Regions from separate parts of the Zea mays genome. Here all the other regions are linked to region 1. A link is a contact called in public Hi-C data. All regions are on one chromosome and are shown on one strand. Each heading gives the region's core, a stretch centred on a gene start, on an enhancer-like site or on the middle of the called end of the contact. The rest is flanking DNA. Distances are from core to core; before and after follow the strand shown.

Region 1 (4,430 bases), core at 849-3,348:
TCGACTTTGGTACAGTGTTGTTGACTGTCCGAGCTTTAGACTCTTCACGTGCATCACATTGTTGTTGTATCTGGCGGTGCCCTTTTGGCTGCTGGTTGTGAGACGAGGTTGGAGCCATGAGTGGTGGTGGTGGTAGGGGGCCTGTGCAGCTTGTGAGTGACTTGCCGAAGCAACTGATATTGTGGGTTGTTGGTTGCCCACATACTCGGGGATGTATGGGGAATAACACGAAGCAGTATGCAGGACCTGCTTCGGCTGATTATGTCGTGCTTCGGCTTCAGCTATTTCCTTTTGCTTCTGAATCGTGACTTGGCATGTCCTTGTTGTATGCCCCTTATCTTCCCCACAGAATAGGCAAAACAACCTTCTTGGTTGGGAGTTGAATCTTCCAGCAAAGCTTCTACCTCCTCTACCTCTTGGAGCTGGTGGCCTGAAAGAGCTTTGTTGTGTCCCTGAAGATTGGGAGCTGTGCTGATGCCATTGAGTTTGATTTCCTCTGTCGTCACTGAAGAATATCACGTTTGAGCCACACTCCTGACTGCCATGACGAAGGACTTCGCCATGACAACATTGTTGCCATCATATGATGATATGGTCGCCTCATAGCTCATAAGGAACTGCTTCAGGTCGAAATGCCCGTCATACATGGGGAGTTGTGGTGGTTTGTACGATGGTGGCCATTGGGTAGCCTGCAACTCTTCTGCTAGAGGAGAAGCATCATCAAAAGCAAAGTTAGCATGATGGAAATCATCATACCATACATCATCATAGCTTGGGCTTTCTTAACAAAGCTCTCTCTGTTGTGGCCTTCGTCCTTGCTCGTCTTGCGTGATATGGCGCATCTCTTCGGCAGCTTCATCAATCTTCTTCTGAAGTTCAGCTAGCTGAAGCATTTTCTCTCTCTTTCTCTCCACTTGTTGGTGGATGGCCTCTAGGTCTCTGATCTCTTGGTCTAGCTCATCTTCTTATGGTGTTGGGCTGATGGCCTTCTTTTCTGGTTTCGGGCTTCTCTCAGAGGGAGCCCTTCTTGGTTGATGTCCAGCGGTGCGAGGGCAGCCCCTGGCGCTATTGCCTTCTTCGGTAGCATGACGAAGGTGGTTGCTCGAGCTGTTGCCGAACGTGGTCGTTTGAGTTCACCTGAGGTGGGCGCCAATGTTGATCACTTGTTCTCAAATGTTGCGATTAAAGAACAAGGCAACACAATAGTTAAAGATTAAGGACCTTCGTCCTTTAAAGTATTATCTCCTTTCGGATATAATGATCTTCGGACGAAGGTCATGAAGGATACACCCTCATGATTTGTGAGAATAGAAATTCATAGAGACACTATATAAAATTAATTCATTCATATATACATTTCATGATATACACATGAACATTAACATAATTAATATTACATGGATACCTTCGGCTTGTTTGAAGGCGTTGACGCGAGAGCAATTATAATCCAGCGTGAAGGGATATTGTTCACCTATTTATGGACACGGGACACATCCCGAGTAAAAATACATTTGTGACCTTAACATGTACTCATAATTGTGACATAAATCATTAGGGACTAACTAGTCTTTTCCTCTTCGGTTAGGCATCATGTTTGATCTTCGTCGCCACTTTAAGCCGAAGTTGTTGCTCTTCGGCTATAGCTTCGGTATTCATCGTCGTCATTTTCAGGCAAAGCCTTCGTCTTAAGAGCTTTCGGCGAGAAGAAGACCCCCCAACATCGATTACAAACGATGTCTTCGTCTTGAAGACCTTCGGCGGAGAAGAAGATCATCAACAGTAACCAAATGGTTTATTGTATTTTAAGTTGAACTTATTTTTTACATGTTTGTTTGACTTTTTTTTGATTGACACTTTAGTATTTTAGGCTTTTAAATAGTTATGAATAATCTGACAGGTAAAATTATTTATATTGGTACGGATATATATAAGATTTTATATCTGCGACCTTATAGATAGTAGAATTTTTTTACGTTTATCGGTTGCCACACTTGAGTTGAGGTCATCGGCCTAGCTTGGTGGGGCTTTGGGGAAAAGTCTTTTCTACCCCTACCTTTTTAACCATGAACTTGGGTCCATCTTTCTTCCCCGCACCTCCTCTCGTCTCGCGTCCACCGCCCGCGCCTAGCCCTCTCCTCGCGTGCCTCTCGCCTCCGGCGCCCCAGGCCGTGCTTGCCTGCCGCGCCCACCGCCGGTCCGCGCTCGCGCCTACACGGAGCATCAGGAGTTCAGGCGCGGCGAACAGGGGGAAGAAGCAGCCAACCTCGCTCGCTACTCGCTAGCCTAGTCGGCGGTCGCCATGGGGATCGGCTACGTAGTGGGCGTTCTCGGCGGCGCCATCCTCGCCCACGCCGCCTACGCCACCATCCAGTGTACGCTCCATCCTTCTCCCATCCCATCCCCTCGCCGCGCTCCCACCAAAATTTGCCGTGGATCTCCGTTTTCCTAAGGCACCTTTGATTTTCCATCTGATTCTGGATTGCGGTCAGTGGTGGACTCTCGGTTCTTCACTTCTTTGGCACCCGCAGCGCTCTCAGATCGAGCGCGTCGTTGAGGCCTTAGTGAATTGGGGCGGGGTTTAGATCTAGTTCACGAGCTTCTGTGTTCCTGGTGCTCTCGCACCCGGCGAGAGCTGTGTGGTTGGCTCAGCAGTGCACCAGTAGGATTGATCTGCGTTTCAGCGCCGGCGAGATTCCTGGACAATTTGCTCGAACTAGATGCTGCTGTTGGCTGGCTAGTTTTGACGGATTGATGTTTTATGTGTTATTACAGACCGGGCGGTGCTCAAGATCACGGAGGAGGAGTTCTCGCGGCCGCCCATGGATGTATGTATTCTCAACACAGTTACACAGGGAATCTTTTTATTCTAGTTTCCCTATTTGCAATATACTGGAATATTTGTGTGTATAGAATTCTATCTCTAGCTACCTAGGCAGCTCGGGCTGGTAACTTTTTAGAAGGTTGAGTTTTGATACTGTAGCGTAAGTGTGAACCATGAATTATGCAGTTATGTGATTGAGAAGCTTGTCGTTAGCTACAGTATGTCCAAACAATTATGCTGTGTAACTAAAACAGAACATGTGGCATTCTGATATGTATGAGGTTGTGAGGTGCTTATGTATCATGTATGTGCTACATATCCTTCTGTACTGTCTTTTGTGCAAACCATTTTGTTTTAGTTTGCTGTTTTGCTTTTATCAACCAAACATGGGAGTGTTTGCTTCCCTTATGGTATACTTCTAATCGTGTAGGTGATGATGGAGTTGCTCCTAGGGTTGGCTTTGTGCATGTGGGCAGGTCTTGCTGTTCCAGCGAAATTTCTCTCAGTGCTCCCACATTCTGAGGAGAATAGGTGAGTCTATCCTGTTCTCTGTAATTTTTGTAGGTGATAGTTAGAAAGCCAGGAATGAGCCAACTGGTTAGGTGGGATGTGTGGTCTTGCACCCATCCACACAAGTCTTCTCTCGGCTTGAATTTAGCTGCTTATTTCTCTTAATGAAAAACCTCCTAGTTCCTTCGAGGTTGAATCTCATTTTTGTTCAATCTTAAAAAGTCAAAACTAGTTCCCTTTCTAAATTGGGATTGGTGAAGTCCTGGAACAAGGAACTAGGAAACCAAGTTACAGAAAGTGAAACTTTGTACCGTTGCTTTAGCAGCTGTAATCATAATAACTGGTCTAGCTGTGCATGCATCATCAATAGGAGGTTATTGCACAGGCATACATTATATTACAATATCATGTGTCGCCTAAAGTACAGGAATACACAACTGATTGTAGTTCTTTATCCTTCATTGGTGCTTATATTGATAGAAACTAATAATAACAAAAAGCTGAATTCTGCAACATATTTGAAACTCATAAGCCATAATACGTTCATTCAAATTGAATAGTCATTCAGAGTTGGGTTCTTCCATCATAACATTTGTGACTGCATCAAGTGATTGCACTTGCAAGTTGTTACATTGGAAGCGGAAAATTCACTTTTTTGTATGTGAGGCTATAGCATAACATCAAGATTAAATTTGTGATGTACATTCTGTTGATCTTGTCACTATGTTCATTTAATACCGTACTATCATGTGCCAAACTGAGAATTTGTGTATGCATAACTATTTTGTAAGAATGTACTGTCTTGCTATGTGAGTTTGCAGGAGTGTTTTGTTTCCAAATCTTATTGGAAGTCTGGGGGGTCCTTTTTTCTCTTGTAATTATATTTTCTATCCTTTCTATTAATGAAATGATATGCAGGCCTCCTGCATGTTAGAGAAAAAAAAGCTTATTGTGCATGCATACAGTGTAGTACAATGTCATGGGCAACTCTGACCTTCTCCTCTTCCAAATTATAAGACATTTTAGCTTTCCTAATACATTGCTTTAACTATGTATCTAGACAGAATGTATATCTAAGTGCATAGCAAAAGTTATGCAT
Region 2 (4,430 bases), core at 977-3,476, 250 kb before region 1:
TATTAATTCATGGATGTTTGTTATAAGAAGAAAGTGGAGAGGACAAATAAGGTAAAAATACTACTTAGTCTCTTTTAGTCACTCCCTTAGTGACTAAAGAACTAAAGTTTAGTCACCCCACTTTAGTCACTATATTTGCTTCTTTAGAGACTAAAAGTAACTAAACTTTAGTCACACCAAACCAAACGGGGCATAAAAATAACTAAACTTTAGTTACTAAACTTTAGTCACCCCAAGCCAAACAAGACCTAATTACCGGACATTGTCATCGTCATTGGGGATGACGGCTCATAACTAATGTTCCTCTGTCCGTCGTCCGTCATGCGCGCGCCATCATTGGCAACCGTCGTCACCCGCGTGCATGCCATATACTAAAATATCCAATCAAACTAGTCCATCCCTGCACCTAGGGGCCATCCAAATGCTTTTCATAAAATGGTTAGGCCCAAAATAAATTTTAGTTTAAAATTGAATAGAAATAGGAACCAATCCTAATCCGATTTGATATTTAAATGTTATAGTGTAAAATTTAGAGCACATTGTCACCTCTAACTGCACCAGACACCAGCCACACATGATTAATGGGGCTGATCTGCCCGTAACAAGCAAAACTAAATATTCAACCATTCAAGGTTTAGTTGAGTATTCGAGTTTTACTTCAGAGTACAACATGAACAAATATTCATACATTCAAGATTCTTGGGTCGTTCAAGGTTTAGTTCAAAGTACAACGCGAACAAATATTCAGTTTATTACTTCAAACATTAAAGGTTTAATTCATCCATTATTCAAGATTTACTTCAACATACAACAAGAACAAACACACAATCATTCAAGGTTTACTTCAATATACATGAGCAACAAATACTTGGCCACTCAAGGTTTACTTCAGTCGTCAGCAATTCAAGGTGATGAGTCAAGGATAGGAGACAGTCGTTGTGGTGGGCCAGTGCGTCGAAGAAGTTAATTCATAGCAACTCAATCCACATAATTTAGTCGTTTTGAGTTTGTCCTAAGTCAAACTATTTTTACTTTGACCAATAATATATTGTTGAGCACCATATCTGGCACCTGGCACGGATGGTTGGTGCCCTATGGCTCGAACGGTCCGTGCACCCGCGACCAGATTAGCACGGGCGAGAGTACTTATCACATGTGTGGTTATCCTAACCTATCCATGAGAATCTGTTGGATCTAGCCTAAGAATAGGTCTAGACCTCCTCCACTATAAATATAAAGGGGTACGACCGATTGAGAACTACCAAACACATTTCAATCGAACCAATTTACTTTATCTACCTTTCATTAACAAACATGCCCTAGGAGTAGGTGTAGCGTGTTCTAGTTGTAGCTTTCCGCATATCCACCTCCACCCATATTTGACTCTACATCGTCTAAATCCGTCGTGGGTGGCCTGCCGACCCCAAGATGATCCTAGTATCTTGCCATTTCACTCAAGATCTCTTCCTTGACTTGATTTTTTTAATTCTTAGACGACTCTACATCGTTTAGGGACGTCTCGGGTGACCTATCGACCTAGAGCACCTAAAGTTCTCTCTTCGGTAGACGAGATCTAAGTTCCTGTGAGGAGGAAGGCGACCCTGCACCATCACGGACCATCCAACCTAGAGTTGGATCGTCTGGAGCGATGTAGGAAAGGAGTCGAATTTTAATAGTGGCATTGAACCAAATTTTGGTTGTTCGAAATGGTAGACTTTGACAATTGTTATGATTATTGAGTTGATATTTGATAGCATCATTAAACAATGACCTATGCGTCCTCTATTGCAATCTATTGCAACGCACAAATATATACCTAATATATTATCTAAATTAATATTACCTTCACCTGTACACGGGTAATGCATATACTCCAGCGCGACCATCCATTCTTGTATCAGCATGGATAAGAGAATGATCATTGATCCTAATACAAAGCCCAACCAACAATGACTTCCCTTCGTTCCCAGCACCTTTATTTTAATTAATAGCCCAACAAACTTCCTAAAAACAGAGAGACGCTAAGCTGATCAACGACCCGGACTTTTGGATCATCCGCCCGTTCGTTCATCTGACATCACCCAACTCAAGTGTAATAAGCCAAGACAAGGACAAGTAAAGCTGGCCTAGTCGCCACTCGCGGTCTCACTCAAGTCTCAACAGACCACACTCACGGTCTCACACTCTCACTATAAAACGCACCCCCCGCTTCCCAAAAGCAACCTCCGCTCCCCCTCGCCACTCGCCACTCGCCACCACAGCCCCCGCGCGCTGTAAGCCCCACGCGCGACACGACCGCGCGCACGCGGAGCAAGCAACCGTCCAGGCTCCCACCATGACCGACGCGGGCGCCGCCAGGGCCAGGAGGCCGGGCGGCGGCGGCGACGGGGACCTCCCGCTCCGCCCGCCGGAGCCGCCGCGGGACCCGCTGGAGTTCCTGTCCCGCTCCTGGAGCGTGTCGTCGTCCGCGGCCGACGACGTCTCCCGTGCGCTCGCGCCCGCGCTGGCCTCCGGGGCCGCCATCGCCGAGGACGTCGCCGGGGAGCTCGACGCCGCCTCCGGGTCCTCCTTCTCCTTCGCGTCCGCCGCCACCTCGCAGCTCGTCTTGGACCGGATCATGGCGCCGACGTCGGTGGTACGTGCGTGTGCCTCCTTCGCCACTTTTTTCCTCATCCATTCTCATAATAATAAAAAACGGAGAAAAAAATCCGGTCTTTCTTACAAACAGAAAACAAATCCGAGTCAGCCAGGCTTCTCCTTAGATTTTTTTCCTGCCGATTTCCCGTCTTCTCCGTCTGTTCTTCATGCCGATTGCTATGCCGCCGCCGTCGCCGCCTCTGTTTAACCTAATCTAATCTATGCCACCATCAGATGCCTCTGACTCTGCCTCTACTCCTAGAGGAGTCAGAGTCAGGTGAGGACAACAAGAACCAGACAAAAAAAAAAAACTCGCCGTTTTTCCCTTTCTCCTCCTGCACCAAAAAAAAACAAAACCGACAAACGTGTGAAGTGTGATACTCATGTCCTACACTCCTACTCCTCCAGTGGCGCGCCGCGCGCTCGATCTTTGTTTTTTTTTTGGTTCCAGCAACGGCCGCGGCACTGAGTTTGAGGCTCACTGATTTGATTTCCTTGCTTGGCTTGGCTTGGCTGGACACAGGAGGTGGCGCCGCTGACCTCCGGCCGGCTCTCCCACAGCAGCGGGCCTCTCAACTGCGGCGGGTCGCTCTCCGACAGCCCGCCCGTCTCGCCGGAGATCGACGACACCAAGGTCTCCCTCTTCTAACATTCTCGGACGTTTAGAACCTGGATGGACGTGTTTCTTTCAGTTTAATCAGAACAAATTCTGCTTATTTTATTATTAATTAATTAATTAATTAATTAATTAATTAACTGCCGTGCGCTTTTTATTTGGTACTCCAATCTCTGCTCTAGCCTGGTCAGCTGGGCTTAGAAGATATGGTGCATGCCTGCATCTTTTCTTTTGTTTTAGTAATTTTTCTGAGATCGATGCTGCACATCAGTCTGCATGCCTGTACCTGTCTGTCTGACTGCTGCTTCCTGGCTTTCTCAACCACGCTGTCCGTAAGAGCTGCTCATCTGGCCGCTGCTCCCTCTGTTTGATGCTCTGTCAGCCTGCCTGCCTGCCTTAGTAAACATAGTAGTAGCAGTACTCGTTTGTTTGCTACTTGGGCTGTGCATTTGTGCAAGAACCTTGTCCTTGAGTCGAAGACAGGGTTAGTAAACTCAGGAAGGATCATTAGCATGGCATAGACTCCCTTAGCAAACTCAGAGAGCATATCCAGCCACGTCAACTATATAAATGTCCTATAATATTAAAATAAATATATATTTTATAGATTGAGAAAATCAACAAAATATTCTACTCTCCAACGATAAAGCTTCAAATCTAAACTATAGGGCAGCGCACTATGGTGAAGTATATTTAATGCACTTAAAAAAGTGCCCTATAATTTTTTAATCAAGTTTTATCAAATAAGTCATTGTGGAGTAATTTCTTTTTGTACTAGAGCACTCTATATTTTCAGTTTGAGCTATTGTTGAAGATGCTCTTATCAAACTCACTCTGTTAGTAAACACAACAAGGATCATCAGCACAACATAGACTCCCTTAGGTCTTGTTCGTTTGTGCCGGATTGGTGGATCGGAACGATTCGTAACCGGATTGCTTCTCTAATTTATATAAATTTTGATTAGCTAGAACGATTTCGGGTGCAATCCGATAGAAACGAACAAGATCTTAGTAAACTTAGCAAGGATCATCAGCATATTATAGTATCCTCACTCACACTAGGAAGCAGGAACATGGTCAAATGGATACGGTCGGTCAGCGTAGTAGTAAGTAGTAGCAGCAGCAGCATACTAGTCTGTGTGGCGGCGTGCATGTACTGGTGTGGTGGTCCTCTGCC
Region 3 (4,430 bases), core at 644-3,143, 170 kb after region 1:
TTTCGGTTACTAAACCTCTCACTGTATAAGATACTGGAGAACAACCTACAGGAAGCACAAATGGCTGCGAGTAAAGCATTGAAATTGGCTCATGGGGAGTGGTACGAGCACTGTATAAGAGAACATGCTGCAATTCATGCACTGGAGCTGGAGAAATCATCATCTTCGACAGATGCTCAAACTCGGGCTACATTCAGTTTAATCATTGGCTACCTTGCTGATCATTGCAACTTGCCCACGAGGGAGCTGCTGTCACGAAGGTTTTGCCAGAATATTAAGAAGCATAGGCTTAGGCAGCTTATAGATGATACTATTGGTTCTGTTCCTGCAGATTCTTCTCTGATAAACTCTGTCCTTGAAGTGTGCTTTGGCCCATCCCTCCTTCCAAAAAGCATTAGCGATGTGAAGTACCTGGTTGATTTTGTTGAAACAGTCATGGAGGCTCTTCCTGCAAACTATCGCCTGGGCTTGGCTGTTGGTGGATTCGTAGCTAAGCACTTCACAGGTTATGGCGCAGCCTCCACTGGGACCAGGTTCTGGGCAAGCTCTGTTCTGATCAATGCCATCTTTCGAGCTGTACCTGTCGCACCGGAATCAGTATGGCTAGAAGGTGCAGGCCTCCTGGAGAAACTGCATGCCACAGAGATTTTGAAGAGGTTCTATCAGCAGGCGGCATCGGTCTATCCCTTCTCCTTCAAGCTGTGGCACGCCCATCTGAATTACTGCAAAGCCAGTGGGAGCAACACTGAGAGCATCCTGGAGAGTGCGAGGCAGCGTGGCATCGAGCTGAATCTGACACCAACATAGTGTGTCCCTTGGATCCAAGCTGCATGATGTTTTGCCAGTCGGAGATGTTGGTAGTGTTGTGTTAACTGGAGATGGCGTGTAGATATATCGGTGATCATGGTGGTGTGAGATCATTTTTGTTCTTTAGGTGCAGGTTTAGTGGGACATAGTCGTCGGTATCTTACAGCATGTGTTTCTGATGGAGTGATATGGTTAGTAAGCAGTGGTGAAGGATACAGGCATACGGGCACTGGGGCATATACCATACTTTTGGACTAGACGGGCTAGAGACTGATTTTGGAGTCCGTTATGTTTCCATTTTCCGTTCTCTTGGTTTTCTCTGTCGTCAATGTATTATAATCATGATGATGAATGGATGGAGAAATGAGATGAGATTTTTTTGAGTTCACTCTTGCAGTTTCGGTTATTATATTTTTGTGCTGTCTTCGAATCTGATTTGGTCGACGGCATGTTTGGAAGTAAAGTATTTTAAAATCAGGTTTTGGAATACTATGATTTTAAGTTGTCATGATATAATCTTTGTATTTTTTACATTGCTCTTAGCAACATATGTTTGGAGATAAAGTATCTCAAACTATAATATTTAGTATACGTGTACAAGACTAGTTATAGACAAACTTTGGGTTGGAGTGGAGTTTTAAATACTCTAAAAATATTATGGTATCTACAAAACCATGGTACATAAGGGCACAAGGCAGAGTTTTAGTTTTTTTTACAACGTAGCCAAACATTTCTTAATAAAAATCACTATGGTATTCTCTAGTACCATGGTTTACCTTGAAACTCTAAAAATACTTAGTTTTCAAATACCCCTAAATATATATAGTACTCCAAAAGCCTAGATATAATCCTAGCTAAATTTAAAGTTACATGAGGACAAAAATAAACAACTTCATAAACAGGGTAAACCAATAAACTAACTCTGTAAATCTTTTCTATTTATATTTAAATCAACTCAACTGTGTAAATCTTTTCTATTTGTATTTAAATCAACTCACAACCAGCCGCCGCGAGCCACTGCCGAACAATTTGGCTTTGTAGATGTTGGCCAGAAAACAACGGCTTCACCTAAATGTTGAAACGCACGGCCAATACAGTGTGTCCAGCCTGTTCTCCCTCTCCGAGACAAACAACAGGCTGGTTGACGTGGCCCTTCTCCAGTTCTCCGTATCCTCGTTGGCGCCGTGAACTGAGGACTATCCGCCGCCGTCGCCGCGACCTGAAACTGGAGGCCGCCACCGCCGCGACATGGCGCACTGAACGCTGCTGCCGTGTGACGCCCAGGCAGAGAACGACATGGTAGGGAGCGACACAGGCTCAAAACGGGCACAGGCACGCGGGCGGGGGAAGAGAAATAGACGTGAGAAGTGGAGCACATGTACGCGAGGAAGGAGATTGCGAGCCAAGCGAGCTCGACAAAGATGTCTAGCGCCCTCGACGTGATAGAGAAGCGAGTAAGGAGAGTTCGTTGGATCACATTTTTACCGTCGTTTTTCTATTTTTATTGGTACTAATTGATTTAGCTATGCTCTTACAGTTGCTCTTAAATATACATCGTGTGTGTATATATAATTAATAGCATATGTACTAAGTATCACTCCCTTTGTCCCATTTGTCCCATTGATTAAAGCTAACCTTTCAAATCTTTAACTAATATACAGCTAAAAAATATTTTTAGTTTGCGTATGGTATATATATTTGGATTCATATATAAAGTATTTTAAAATGATTATATTTTTATACTTATTGATGATATATTTTAAAAGATATAAATGATCAAAGTTTTGATTTAAGGACCATGCAAATACGTCCTAATCAAAGAGTAATAAGTACCCAAGGTATCTTACGCCTGCCCGCTAGAGCCGACCGAAGAGTACAAGTGGAGCAAACACCACGGTACCGCACCCGTCACACCATATTACTACGTGATGGAGAATTTGATCTATACCACTGTTAAAAATGTGGGTCTAAACAACACCACTACTACAAATATAGGTCCAAGATACACCACTCATAAATCACCTCTATTTAAATAATACCGTGATAGTTCTAACAATAATTTCACATGATTTGACTAATTTGCCCCTTACTATACAAACCTAGCCGCGCGCTCGTGCAAAGGAACACAGTAAAAAACATAATCTAGACATCTCAACAAAATAATATAAAATAACTAGTTTAAAAAATAAAATATTGACACATAGTAAAATGCACAATAACAATTATAATTCACAATGTAAATGTCAACACAATATTTCATGAATTATAACTGTTATGTGCTCAAATATTGTGTTACTATAATTGAAATATTGTGTTGATCTTTACTCAGATTATGTGCTGAAATTTTGTGAATTATAATTGTTATCGTGCATTTTACTATGTTTTAATATTTTATTTTGATCTATTTATATTATATTATTTTGATGGGATGTCTAGATCATGTTTTTTTTATGTTGGATTAATGTGGGCTTGGTACAATTAATATTCAATAATAGTCAATGCTAATGGCTCACTTTAATGCTATAGTGTACCAATAATTTAGCACCATATTGGAAGTTCAATGGATAAATCAATCAACTTAAATATGTGGACCATTGTTGCATCTATTGAGAAGTTGAGAAAGCGATGAAGGACTGCCACACACGCGTGCGCGCCGCCGCGGGCGGTCGGGCCGTGCCATGCAGTGGTGTAGTTTGTGGTAGATAGCACCTTGGTCCGAATATTCCTTTCAAACGTTTGAACATTTTGTCTGGAGTGATGACCATCATGATGACTGTCCGTTTCCTGTCTTATAGCTAGTAATAGACGTCAGCTACTCATCTGTTTCTAGTTCTAATGGCGCGACCGTTACTGTCTGTTGTCCATCTCCCCTCCTTCTGACTGTGTATAAGAATTGAGGAGGAGGATGCTCTTCCTGTTACATGCGCGATCTCTCACACGTATTGCAAACAACACGTCCTCGTCCCACTTTCTACAAGCATAGGGAGATTGGGAGAGCAGACCTCCAAAATCGTCGTCCGTAGAGGTACACTTGCATGGGTGTGCAGGCGATCAGGTTTTTGGGGAGCGTACTCGTGACTGCTCGCTTCATCCATTCGACCTGTAGCGCTTCGTCTACTTCTGCTGTTCATCTTCTAGCGACCGTTCGAGGGACTGCACGACATACATCTTCCTGCATGGATTGTGTACGACTATATCGAACATACACACGAGATGTCTCGTGTGAATGGAGCCACTAACGCTTTGAGCATCGGTCCCTCCGCAAGGTACTTTCTATTTTACGTTTTTGTGCATGTTTCATTTTTGTTTACTGCTTATGCGAGTAGTGATACACACATGCACATACATGTCATCACATATATCACACTGTTCTTCTGGATTAATTTAAACTGATAATGCCTAATGTTGGGGACTTGTTCTCAAATGATATGAATTAAGAACAAGGCAACACAAAATGTTAAAGGTTAATACCCTTCGTCCTTGGAAGCATTATTTCCCTTAGGATATAATGATCTTTAGACGAAGGTCATGAAGGACATACCTTCATCATCGTAGTATATATTAATAAAAGAAGAAGCATATGAAATATAAGAAACAACATGAACTATCACATAACATTATTA

Evidence for each region. A called contact is a pair of places that touch in the nucleus more often than the background predicts.
Region 2: a Hi-C map of ear shows a contact between it and region 1, with 2.4 times the contacts expected there. The contact joins the promoter of LOC103639593 here to the promoter of LOC100275316 in region 1. A contact is called at or near these places in 5 of 25 Hi-C or Micro-C datasets (ear, endosperm, leaf and 1 more).
Region 3: a Hi-C map of leaf shows a contact between it and region 1, with 7 times the contacts expected there. The contact joins the enhancer-like site here to the promoter of LOC100275316 in region 1. A contact is called at or near these places in 7 of 25 Hi-C or Micro-C datasets (bundle sheath, ear, endosperm and 2 more).

The regions. Positions count from the first base shown.
Region 1 is chr1:153,703,851-153,708,280 of Zm-B73-REFERENCE-NAM-5.0, forward strand. It overlaps LOC100275316, which reads left to right and starts at 2,099. Exons shown (of 4, transcript NM_001149422.2): 1 at 2,099-2,372; 2 at 2,773-2,825; 3 at 3,252-3,352. The coding sequence starts at 2,300.
Region 2 is chr1:153,456,767-153,461,196 of Zm-B73-REFERENCE-NAM-5.0, forward strand. It overlaps LOC103639593 (VAN3-binding protein), which reads left to right and starts at 2,227. Exons shown (of 7, transcript XM_008662325.4): 1 at 2,227-2,635; 2 at 3,161-3,271. The coding sequence starts at 2,336.
Region 3 is chr1:153,870,693-153,875,122 of Zm-B73-REFERENCE-NAM-5.0, forward strand. LOC100502213 reads left to right here. Exons shown (of 9, transcript NM_001363234.1): 9 at 1-1,297. The coding sequence ends at 807. Among protein-coding and RNA genes, the nearest start is that of LOC100502213, 9.5 kb to the left of the region's middle. Within about 2 kb of position 1,894, at least 8 of the 20 cell types and tissues checked have an H3K27ac peak or open chromatin away from gene starts, as enhancers often do. A contact at or near this core is called in leaf and tassel, where this site is marked.